2 separate regions of the Danio rerio genome follow, and region 2 is linked to region 1. Evidence: chromatin contacts called from public HiCAR-type data. All regions are on one chromosome and are shown on one strand. Each heading gives the region's core, a stretch centred on a gene start, on an enhancer-like site or on the middle of the called end of the contact. The rest is flanking DNA. Distances are from core to core; before and after follow the strand shown.

The links. HiCAR-type assays count read pairs that join an accessible place to other places.
Region 2: a HiCAR-type map of caudal fin shows a contact between it and region 1, with 4 times the contacts expected there. The contact joins two enhancer-like sites. A contact is called at or near these places in 3 of 18 Hi-C or Micro-C datasets (caudal fin, embryo and hematopoietic stem cells) and 2 of 4 datasets of contacts at active chromatin or transcription factors (caudal fin and embryo).

What each region holds. Positions count from the first base shown.
Region 1 is chr20:40,780,491-40,786,012 of GRCz12tu, reverse strand. All of the region lies in intron 2 of aig1 (androgen-induced 1 (H. sapiens)), which reads right to left. Among named protein-coding and RNA genes, the nearest start is that of aig1, 13 kb to the right of the region's middle. Within about 2 kb of position 3,027, at least 20 of the 62 cell types and tissues checked have an H3K27ac peak or open chromatin away from gene starts, as enhancers often do. A contact at or near this core is called in caudal fin, where this site is marked.
Region 2 is chr20:40,854,055-40,859,744 of GRCz12tu, reverse strand. The region is part of intron 2 of aig1 (androgen-induced 1 (H. sapiens)); the gene reads right to left. It also overlaps a transcript of hivep2a not described here. Among named protein-coding and RNA genes, the nearest start is that of hivep2a, 59 kb to the right of the region's middle. Within about 2 kb of position 4,049, at least 5 of the 62 cell types and tissues checked have an H3K27ac peak or open chromatin away from gene starts, as enhancers often do. A contact at or near this core is called in caudal fin, where this site is marked.

The DNA.
Region 1 (5,522 bases), core at 1,778-4,277:
CATGTCTGGCGGGAGCACTTTTAACTTCGCTTAGCATAGATCATTGAATCAGATTAGACCAATAGCATCTTGCTCAAAATAATTTTGAAAATGTTCGTATATTTAAAGCTTGACTCTACAGTAGTCGTATTGTTTACTAAAACTAAAAGAAAATGAACAATTGCTATTTTCTAGGCTGAAATGTCTAGGAACTCATTCCAGCATAATAGTCAAGGAACATTGCTGCCGTACCAATGAACAGTACACGCTCCGTGTAAAAATGTCTAACCTTAGTTATATTAATGGAAGTTAGACGATTTTCCTTTTACACTTGTTTATTCAATTTATATACTTGAATACTGTTGAACGCTCCAGAAAAACAAAGCACAGCTTATTAAGTTGTATCTTTGTTCTACTGTATTTATCTTCTTTTTTTTCCATTTAGTCCTTCTAGGATTTTGGAGGGACATTGTTTTATTTGAATTTCTATACATGCGATCTAAAATGACAGCTCTTCTGGTAACTTATGCCACTATTTGCTACAGTTCTTGTGTTTTTGGTTTGAGCTAGGTTAATCATTCCAAAAATAAGACATTATCTACTTATGATCCACAACACAGTCTCATATGACACATCAATTACTGTTAAACTGATGAGAAAAATTGTCCTTCTCGAACAATCCGAGGAACTCCTAAAAAACTGTGACATGGTCTCCTCCTCATTCTACATAATGAAGCATTTCCCACGCCTCCCTCTATAACAATTTGCTATCTTCTAGGCTGAAATGTCTAGGAACTCATTCCAGCATAATAGTCAAGGAACGTTGCTGCCGTACCAATGAACAGTACAGGCTCCCTGTGAAAATGTCTCACATTTTAAACTTCTTTGTTCAATATATACCTCAATACTGTTGAACTCCCCAGAAAATCAAAGCACAGCTTATTAAGTTTTACCTTTGTTTTACTGTATTTATCTTTTTTCCCCCATTTGCTCATTCATTTAAATTAGGGCTGCACATTATATATTTTGCACATCAATATTGCAATGAGTGTATCTGCAGTAGTCACATCACAAGATAATGCAATGTAGAGTTGGGATTATAGATGACAAGGAACCACAAGTCAAAACACATGAGATTTATGGTGACTTTGCTGAAATTAAGCATAACAGAGTGATTATCTGGATTTGTTAAGGCCTGTGACTATTTAAGCATTTTAAGAGACTCCAAAGAATTTTTAAAGAACATTAAGACGTTTAACACAGATTCACTTTATTTAACAATTCTTATGATAAAGACTATGAATTGTTAATTTACATTTGATTATTAAATTTCTGTAACTTAACACTGTTAGACTCTCCACAAATCACTTCTGTTTATTTCACTTTAATATTTGCTCAATTGTGTTTATTTGTTACTGTGTTTTGTTTATTGTATACAGTGCTCAGCATATTTAAGTACATCTTATTTTAAAAATGTTTTTTTTCCATTTCCCTTAAATTTAGGCAATGTATTTTGGTGCATTTAAACAAAACAGATTTATTAAACAGATATATTTATTAAAATATTATTTAAGTCACCAAATATATTTAGAAATTTAAGGATAATGCAATTAAATACAAGCAAATTGTTGCAAAAACAAATTACAAACTACAAAACTTCAACTAAATTTTTCATTTTTTTTTGCTTCTCTTGTTTTTTTCCTCTTTTTTAAATTGTTATTTAATATTTTTCTATAACCAGGGTTTCTGCAGGTTCCACAGAGTTCCACTCATAAAAGGCTAAAGGCTAAGGAATTTTTCAAATGACCCAGATGGAAAACATTTTTATTTGCATTATCAAAAAATATATAATTTAATACATTTAATAAATAAATTAAATATTTTAGCATTCTAATATTTCTTAGCAAAATACAAAAAATATTGTGTAAAAACAAGCTACAAACATTTGGATACAAACAATCTACTTGTATCCATACACTTTTTTTCCAACATAAACTTTCTTTAAAATAAAATAAAGAACAAATGCTTAAGTTTTAAAAACTACCATAAACTAAATCTTTGCACAACAGTCTGTCCAGGTCGGTGTCCGCAGCAGTAAATACATGGAGCACTTTTTAACAAATGTTATTGTAAAGAAAAAACTTAAACCATTATGATAAATAGAGTTAAAAATGACCATTTAAATAAAAAGTTAAAAGTTTAATTGGATTGGATTGTTGGTAACCGTATGGGTTTTGGCAGCAATTTATGAACAAAGGAAAATTAAGATCCATTAAAAAAGACGCAAAAAGTTAAATATCCGTTAAAAAGACGTAAGACCTACAACACAATATTTCAGTAAATTTAAGACTTTTTAGGGCCTAAAATTTGGATTTTGAGATTTCAGACATTTTAAGACCCCACATTACCCTGTATAAAACATACATTTGGGTGTACAAGTTTTTCATAAGCTCTAGATTTGGCTTCAGTACTGAATAATCTATTATATGCACAAATATAATATTGTGTATCTTCCTATTAAAAATATGAATTTAAAAGAGAGATTGGTAAAGTACTTATATATGCTGAGCACTGTATATATAATAAATGACATAAAAGTACATTTATATTTCACTCACCTATAAAATCATCCCAATCAATATATAGTCAAATTTTTCCAATAGCTTGCCGCCCAAACACACTTCCCTACAAAATCACCACAATAATTCTTATTAAAAAAAAAGCTATAAAGCTAATTTACCTTCATATCACAACACATAACCCATCCTTCTAGGATTTTAGAGGGACAATCTTTTATTTTAATTTTTATATTAGCAATCTAAAACGACAGCTTTTCTGTAAACGTACACAAGTAAGTTTCTGATTAAACTTGGCCGGTTAATCATTCCAAAAATAAGACATTATCTATTTATGATGAACTACATAGTCTCATATGACACACTGATTACTGTTAAACTGATGAAAAAACTGTCCTTCCTGAACAATCCGAGGAACTCCTGAAAAATGTGACACAGTCTCTCCCTTATTCTACATAATGAACCGCTTCCCACGCCTCCCTCTATAGCATGATTGCACAATATAGTCTTATGCAACTGAATCATTTTATTGGGCAAGCAGAAACTCGACTGCCATCATAAAATGAGCAAGTGCATGAACACTATTGGCAATACCACCCGTAATGGCACTCTTTAAAATAATAGAGCTTTGTTCGAACTGACGCTGATTTGAACTGGGACACAACACAAGCTACAATAAATGTTTGTGATCTATTTAACCAGGCGGGCATATTTTCCTCTGCCGTTTTATATCTAAACAGCTTCTGTACAGATTGAATGCGGAGGACAATAATGGATAATTAGTGTGTTAGGTCTACACATAGGTTGGGGGACCAACCCGTAGCGCTGCCCCCTTCCATGGGAACATATGTTTGGAATGGTTACTGTTTTTCCATTTTTTTCTTTTCAGTCTCTTGCCAAGAAGAGAAGAAAACCACAGCCCACATTTTCCATGTGTAGTCAAAGTTCCTACATAGCTATATTCACGGGCGAAAATAGGCCCTGCTGGAGGTCTCCGAATGTCATCTCTGACAGACCCTGAGAATAAGATCATGTCATATCTGGAGATCATGCTGGAAAAAAAGTAGGGAGAGATTTCAAGCTAAATTTGGTGTAATTTCCGACTTCTCACATTGGCGGTATGTTATAAGCACATGCTGTACTGTTACAGTGAGTTCAAGCCGAAGCCAGTATCCTGGTCTTATCTTTAAGACATACTGCCATCTGTTGGCTAAGAGTATTACTGCGTCTTCCCTGTTCATGAAGCCTATCATGAAACACACAGGCCATCTGTGCACTACAATATATCACAATTTTCTATAAATCACACTTCTCAAGAAATTTGATTCACTATGATTTCATTTGCATTATTATGTACATTTTGCTCACACTATTGTTCAAAAGGGTGTAAAAAATACCATTTTTAAATGCACCATAAAAAATGGATGCTTCTTTATTGTTTTTGTTGAATCAAATGAACTGTTTTTGTAGTCACATTTTATCTTACATAAGTCAAGTTTGTATACTGCAGCTAAAATGAATTAGTTGAAAGCTGATTTAAGTAAAAAACAAGTTTAAGTAACAAAAACATTTGTTGTCATGACTTTTTACCTCGCTTTTTTAAAGTGTGGATACATTACAATGATCAAGACATTTACAAAAGTTTCTATTTCTTTTAAGAAGAATCTCAATGTCCAAAACTTAGTTTCTACAAAACCAAATAAAAAATAATTAATTAATCATGGCTACTGCAAATTCTGATTTGTCATCACTAAAATTATTTAAATGTAATAGTTTAAAATTAAAATAAAATTAATAATTGAAATTAATCTAAGAACATCTTGTTAAAGTGAAATGGTTTTCCACAAAACAAACAAACAAACAAACATAAATAAATAAATAAATAAATAAATAAATGAATAAATGAATAAATGAATAAATCATTGCTACTAGAAATTTTGATTTGTTATTACAGAATGAAATTCACTTTAAAATACATTATTTTTAAATAATATATATACACAACATAAAAAAACATTTAAATGTTTGAGAGTGTTTGAATTGAATGAATATTTAATATTTCAGTTTTTTAAATATTATTATAATTATTAAAACAATTATTGCGGCATATTATTATTATTATTATTACAATATTCCTCCAAAAAGGGCTGCAAATTACAAAGGCAACCTTTTTTTGGGTAGGCTAGGCAAACAACTTAGGTCACCCGAAGTTTTGCATGTAGCAAACACTCCAATAATGACTTTGAAAACTGCTGTTTATTTAACAGATATAATAAACATCATTATGACTGCACAATACATCGTTTCAGCATCGATATCCGTATTTGATCATTCGCAACAGTCACATCGTAGTCACATCATATGTTATGTTGAGTAAGCCTATGTAATATTATATTAAATATAAGTTATCATTTTCATGTATTAATGCAAATCAATACACACGTTACATTACAATACAGTTTGTAACTTTAATAATGATACATTTTATTAACACTGTTAGACTCGGAAAACGATAAAACATTGTTTTTTTTTATTGTAGCTTTTTTTATTGTATTGATCTATGCTTTTAGATGGTCTATTATATTTATTCAGAAGCACTTCACTATAGAATCATCTCAACCATTCTTTGCAAATAGATATAATAAAGTCATCTGGTGAAATAGTATTCATATCAAAATATATATATCACAGAATCATGAAATATTGCAATGTTAGATTTTTTCAATATCGTGCAACCCTAATCATCATATCCCAAAACCGCTTCTACAACACAAAGCAATGCATTTATTTCTTTTAATTGGATCACTGAACAATCATGTCAGAAAAACAACTGGCCAGAGCCATGTTCCCCACAAAAGCATTGTAAAGTTGATCATGGATATTATTAATTCCAATAGTTTGATGTTTTATTTTGTCTTGCAATGCTTTTGAGAAACACAGCACTGACAGAACTATAAATCAAGGTAG
Region 2 (5,690 bases), core at 2,800-5,299, 73 kb before region 1:
TGTCTTTTTAGGAAGACCAGTGAGGAGTCCAATACAGTAATCCACCCTGCTGCTGATAAAAGCATGAACAAGTTTTTCTAAATCTTCACTAGAAACAAAGCATCTGATTCTCGCTATGTTTTTGAGATGATAGTATGCTGATTTACTGACTGCTTTGACATGACTGTTGAAACTCAGATCTGACTCCAGAGTCACACCAAGATTCTTGACCTTATTTTTTGTCGTTTGACCTTTAGTGCCAAGGTACACATTTACCTTGAGAACCTCATCTTTGTTTCCAAACACAATAATTTCAGTTTTCTCTTTGTTTAACTGAAGAAAGTTTTGGCACATCCAATTGCTCATTTCATCAATGCATTGGCAGAGGGTGTCAATGGGGCTGTAGTCATTAGGCTGTAAGGCTAGGTAGATCTGAGTGTCATCAGCATAGCTGTGGTAGGAGATTTGGTTCTTTCTCATTATTTGGCTTAGAGGGAGCATGTAAAGGTTGAACAGGAGAGGTGCCAGAATCGAGCCTTGTGGGACTCCACACGTCATGGGTGTCCACCTCGACCTATGGTTACCTATACTGACATGGTAACCTCTACCTTCAAGGTAAGATCTAAACCCAAACCCAGTTTTCCAGCCTATCCAGAAGTATGCTGTGATCGACAGTGTCAAATGCAGCACTGAGATCCAACAATACCAGCACTGTTATTTTACCTGAATCTGTATTAAGGCGTATATCATTGATTATCTTTACATTCTTTTTATGTAATAAAATAAACAAACAAATGAATTAATAAATATAATAAAGAATGTATCATTTCAAACTGAAAATCAAAAAAATTATTTATTAATAATTTAAATACAATGAAAAACGTTTTTGTGTGCCATGCAAAATATTTACAGCTTGATTTAGATTTCATTATCTTTTTATCAAATCATATTAGATATAAAATGCCACATTTATCATAATAATAAATAATATATAAAAAAACATAGATGTGGTTTATTGTGGTTCAATTCTCACTGATTAATTTCTTTCATATCTGACAATCTAGTAATATAATTTCTTTCTCTCTCCTCACAATCAGCATCTATTTACAGCTGAATTATCACGTTCTTTACGGAGAAACACAGTGTAGATATTTGATAGGTGCGATGTTTTGTGTTAATTGGATACTGCGGTGCTTTTTTGCGCATCAGTTTCAAACCATCTTCAGGTTAATCACGCACTGAATCTGCAAACCTCTCTGTGCTGTTAACTTGCTCTAATTGTGTGCTTCGTTGGTTGTTTTGGAGCAGTTGGCTGTGTCCTGTTCTCATGCGCTTCAGGGATCTGATGGAAAATACAGTGCAGCGTTACAAATGAGACCCTGCACAGGTTGCCTCCCAATTTTCTCTGCTCTAGTTATCCACCATTGCATGATTTTTCCCTCTTTTAGCATCTTTTCATGACCCTGGTACTTCCAGCAAATGTGAATAAATGACTGATAAAGTAAAACAGGCCCTGGAGAAGTGTTTTCAGGATGTACCCTGCTGATTCGGTAGCTTTTTTTAGAGTTATATACAATTGCACGCTCTCTTGACAATCACCACTCTGGAGGATTGATGGTTCCTGGAGGCACAAACTTCTGTTGTCACCAAAGCATGGAAACAAAACATCCCTCATTTTCGTTCTAAACAGATGCTTTTTCATTAGAGCTTGACAAATAGACTTAAAGACAAGCAGTCGCGTGATGCAAGCATGTTGTAACAGAGAAACTTCTAAATATTCAGTATTAATAAGAAAACACTTTGGTACAGACACAAGAAGTTGTCTTTCTTAGACTGTTGTCTGTGTCTATGGGAAATCAATACTTCCTGCAATACTTAATTAAATTGGTGTACTGGGGAAATTAAAGTTTCTAGTCATTATTGGGTCTGTAACATAATAATACTAATACAAATGCTAATGCTACTATTGCAACTACAAAAAAGAAATACAATTAAATTATAATAAAACTAAAACAATACATATAATAACAATTATAACAACAACAACAACAATAATAACAATGCAAAAAAATAAAAATTTATAGTTTTTGTTAAACAAAATAATAAACAATTACAGTCTGTTATTATTAATTCAAATTATTTTGCTGTAAAGTGTATGCAGAATTTTTAAAAATGTGTTTTATTGTTATTAGTATGTATATATATATATATATATATATATATATATATATATATATATATATATATATACAATTACTTTTTGTAATTGTAGTAGAACATACATAACAATAACAATGTATAATAATAAAGAAATGTTAGTTTATATGTATCCTTATTATGTATTGTATTGATTCAGTTTTGTGAATAATAAAAATAATAATAATTAAAATAATAACTATTCGTTTATTTATTTGTTTTCTTTTTATGTAATGTATTAATACAGTTTTATCCATATTAATAATCATTATTATTATAATTATTAGTTCATTTTTTGTTCTCTTATTGTGTAATGTATTGACTTAGTTTTATCCATAATAATAATAATGCAAAAAAATATAAAATAAAAAAATCTATATTTTAAGAATATCTTTAAAAAAAAAAAGTTTTTAAGTAAAATAAAAAAATTACAGTCTTCAATAATCAATATTAATTTGCTGTTAAGTATATGCAGAATTTAAAAAAATATTTTAGTGTATATATATATATATATATATATATATATATATATATATATATATATATATATATATATATATTACTATTTGTAATAGTAGAACATACATAACAATAACAATGTAAAATAATAAATAAATATTAATTAACTTATTTCTATTCTTATTATGTAAGTTTTGCTGTTAAGTATATGCAGAATTAAAAAAAATATTTTTAGTGTGTGTATATATATATGTATATATATATATATATATATATATATATATATATATATATATATATATATATATATATATATATATATATATATTACTATTTGTAATAGTAGTAGAACATACATAACAATAACAATGTAAAATAATAAATAAATATTACTTTATTTATTTCTATTCTTGTTATGTAATTTATTGATTCAGTTTCATGAATAATAATTATAATAATATTATTTATAAATATTAGTTTTTTTTATTTGTTTTCTTATTGTGTAATGTAATGATTTCGATTTATCCATAATAATAAAAATAATAGTAATAATAATAATAATAATAATAATAATAATAATTATTATTATTATTATTTAATATTATTATTATTATAGGGTGTCGCGGTGGCGCAGTGATTAGCACGATCACCTAACTGCAGTTTTGATTCAGTTTTATCCATATTATTATTATTATTAATATAATAATAAATAATATTAATATTAGTATATGTATCAATTTTCTTATGTAATGTAATAATAATAAAAATAATAATTATAATAAATATTAGTTTATTTATTTGTTTTCTTATTATGCAATGTATTGATTCAATTTAATGCATAACAACAACAACAACAACAACAACAACAATAATAATATATTTAATAAAGACAATTAATACATCATATCACATTTATGGTTGTTGGTAATTGTTGCTATTAATACTTTACTATCATTGTTGTTTTAAAATGTACATATTATAAACATTACTCTTATTACTATTCCTGCATAGTAATACTATTTGTACACAATTATGTGTGCGTGGATAGAAAGATAGACAAGTTTTACATTAAAATACATATTTGCATATTATAGTTTGCTATATTAGTATATCAGTAAGGAAACACAAACACTTAAGATATACAGATCGAAATGCTCCTGGGAAACGTAGTGATTGATTTTGCTCACAAGTATAATCCTCCACTTAACACCCAAATCCATCTGATCTTAGAATTAACACATGCTAAATATGCAAGAAAGAGTGGTTGACATATCTTGCTTCAGCCACTCATTTTATAAGGCGTCTAACTTTACTGCATTCTCTGTGGTTGCTGATGGAGTACAATTCTCTTATGAATAATACCATGACTAATCAGTTGTCAGTTGTAAATATGTCAGTGTCAAAAACTTCAAAGGTTTAGGACGGTAACAGTAATCGCACCCCAGTGCCATTCAGACCGTGAGGACACTTCACAAGGTAGTTAGAGCAATAGATTTAACATTAACGTCACTGAGGGAAAATGTCCATGAGAAGGGGGAAAATAAATGCTAATCCCAGCAGGAAGGTTGTGAGGTAAGCAGAGTTTACTGTGGTGATGGGAGGATCCTTCATCTCCCTCGAGTCCCTGCTGATTAGAGAAGAGCTCACAGCTTGGCAAGGGTCCAGAGCCTCACCTTCGCCATTAAACTTGTTCATTCAGCACTAATGCCAGCTGAGATCTTGTTCCTGTCCTATTGTCCCCTGGCCACAGAGCTGTCAGACTGCATGCTTACTGAGGATGATGCAAAGAAACAGCCCGACGTCCATTCTGCCCTAGATCTCGTCCTAGACCGCTATCTCCTCTCTGACCATTACCGTGAACATGACAGGCCCGTACCTGTCTGCATGGATGGCAATGCAGTCTTTTTTTGTATTTGCTCTCACACTCAGCACATTGTCTGGTTGAGGGACACCTACAGTACGTGTAGGCAGAATGTAGACCGATGCTGTTTTTTTTTTAGATCAAGGGCAATCACATATTCTGTAGTTAAATATTAACGAAACGTCATCTGCCTAGTTTAGCAAGAATTGCACTATTATGTGTTACTGCATTTAGTAAGAGTTTGTGTATTCTTGTGGCCACAGATATTGGATGAATAATTAATTTGAGCAACAAAACAGTGAAGACTGCTCTGTATTTCTCTACAGTGAACAGATGTCCTCTTTATCACGTACGCCTGTAGTGAAAACCACATGATCTTTCAACAAAACATGCATCTGGAAATGCCTTTCCATTGTTTACTGTATATACAGTAGCATATGTGTTCCTGAACATTTCAGTTAAAATCAACTTTAAATGGCAGAACGTTTTAAGAAATGTTATATGGACGCATTTCGTTCACTGCCAATTTAAATATTTTTTAAGATTGTTAAAAGTATATTCACCCAAAATTGCATCCTCTTTAATAATTTACTCACCCTTTACTGATTCAAAACTCGTTTGAGTTTCTTTCTTCTGTTGAACACAAATATTGAATTTCATTGTAATTTTGCTTCCAGCAACTAGCATTCTTCAAAATATATTCTTTTGAGTTCAGGAGAAGCAAAAAAACAAACAAACAAACAAACAAACAAAAAAAACTCTTAAAGGTTTCAAACCACATGAGGGAGAAATAAAGGTGCTATACTTTTCTGACTCATCTAAAGCATAAAAATACCATAATATGTTTGCAGATATTTAAGAAACATTCCAAGTGGACATACTTGTTTATCTAAAAAACAATGCTGACGTCAGATATTCTGCTTTGAAAATGTTTTTTTCTGTACTGGAATGCTGTCTTTGTTTTAGTTCTTTTAACTGGCCCACTGTCACTTTAGCCAATTATATTTCAGCACCCCGGGTTGCCTTGTTGGAAAAACGCATATTTCATTCATTCATTCATCCATTCATTCATTCATTCATTCATTCAGAAAGGCTCTCAAAGCATGCGTCTGTGACTGAAATGCGACCTCCGGTGGACAGTAGCAGACTCCAAAAGGAGATGTAAATTCTGAGTTATACATGAGGTCATTAATTC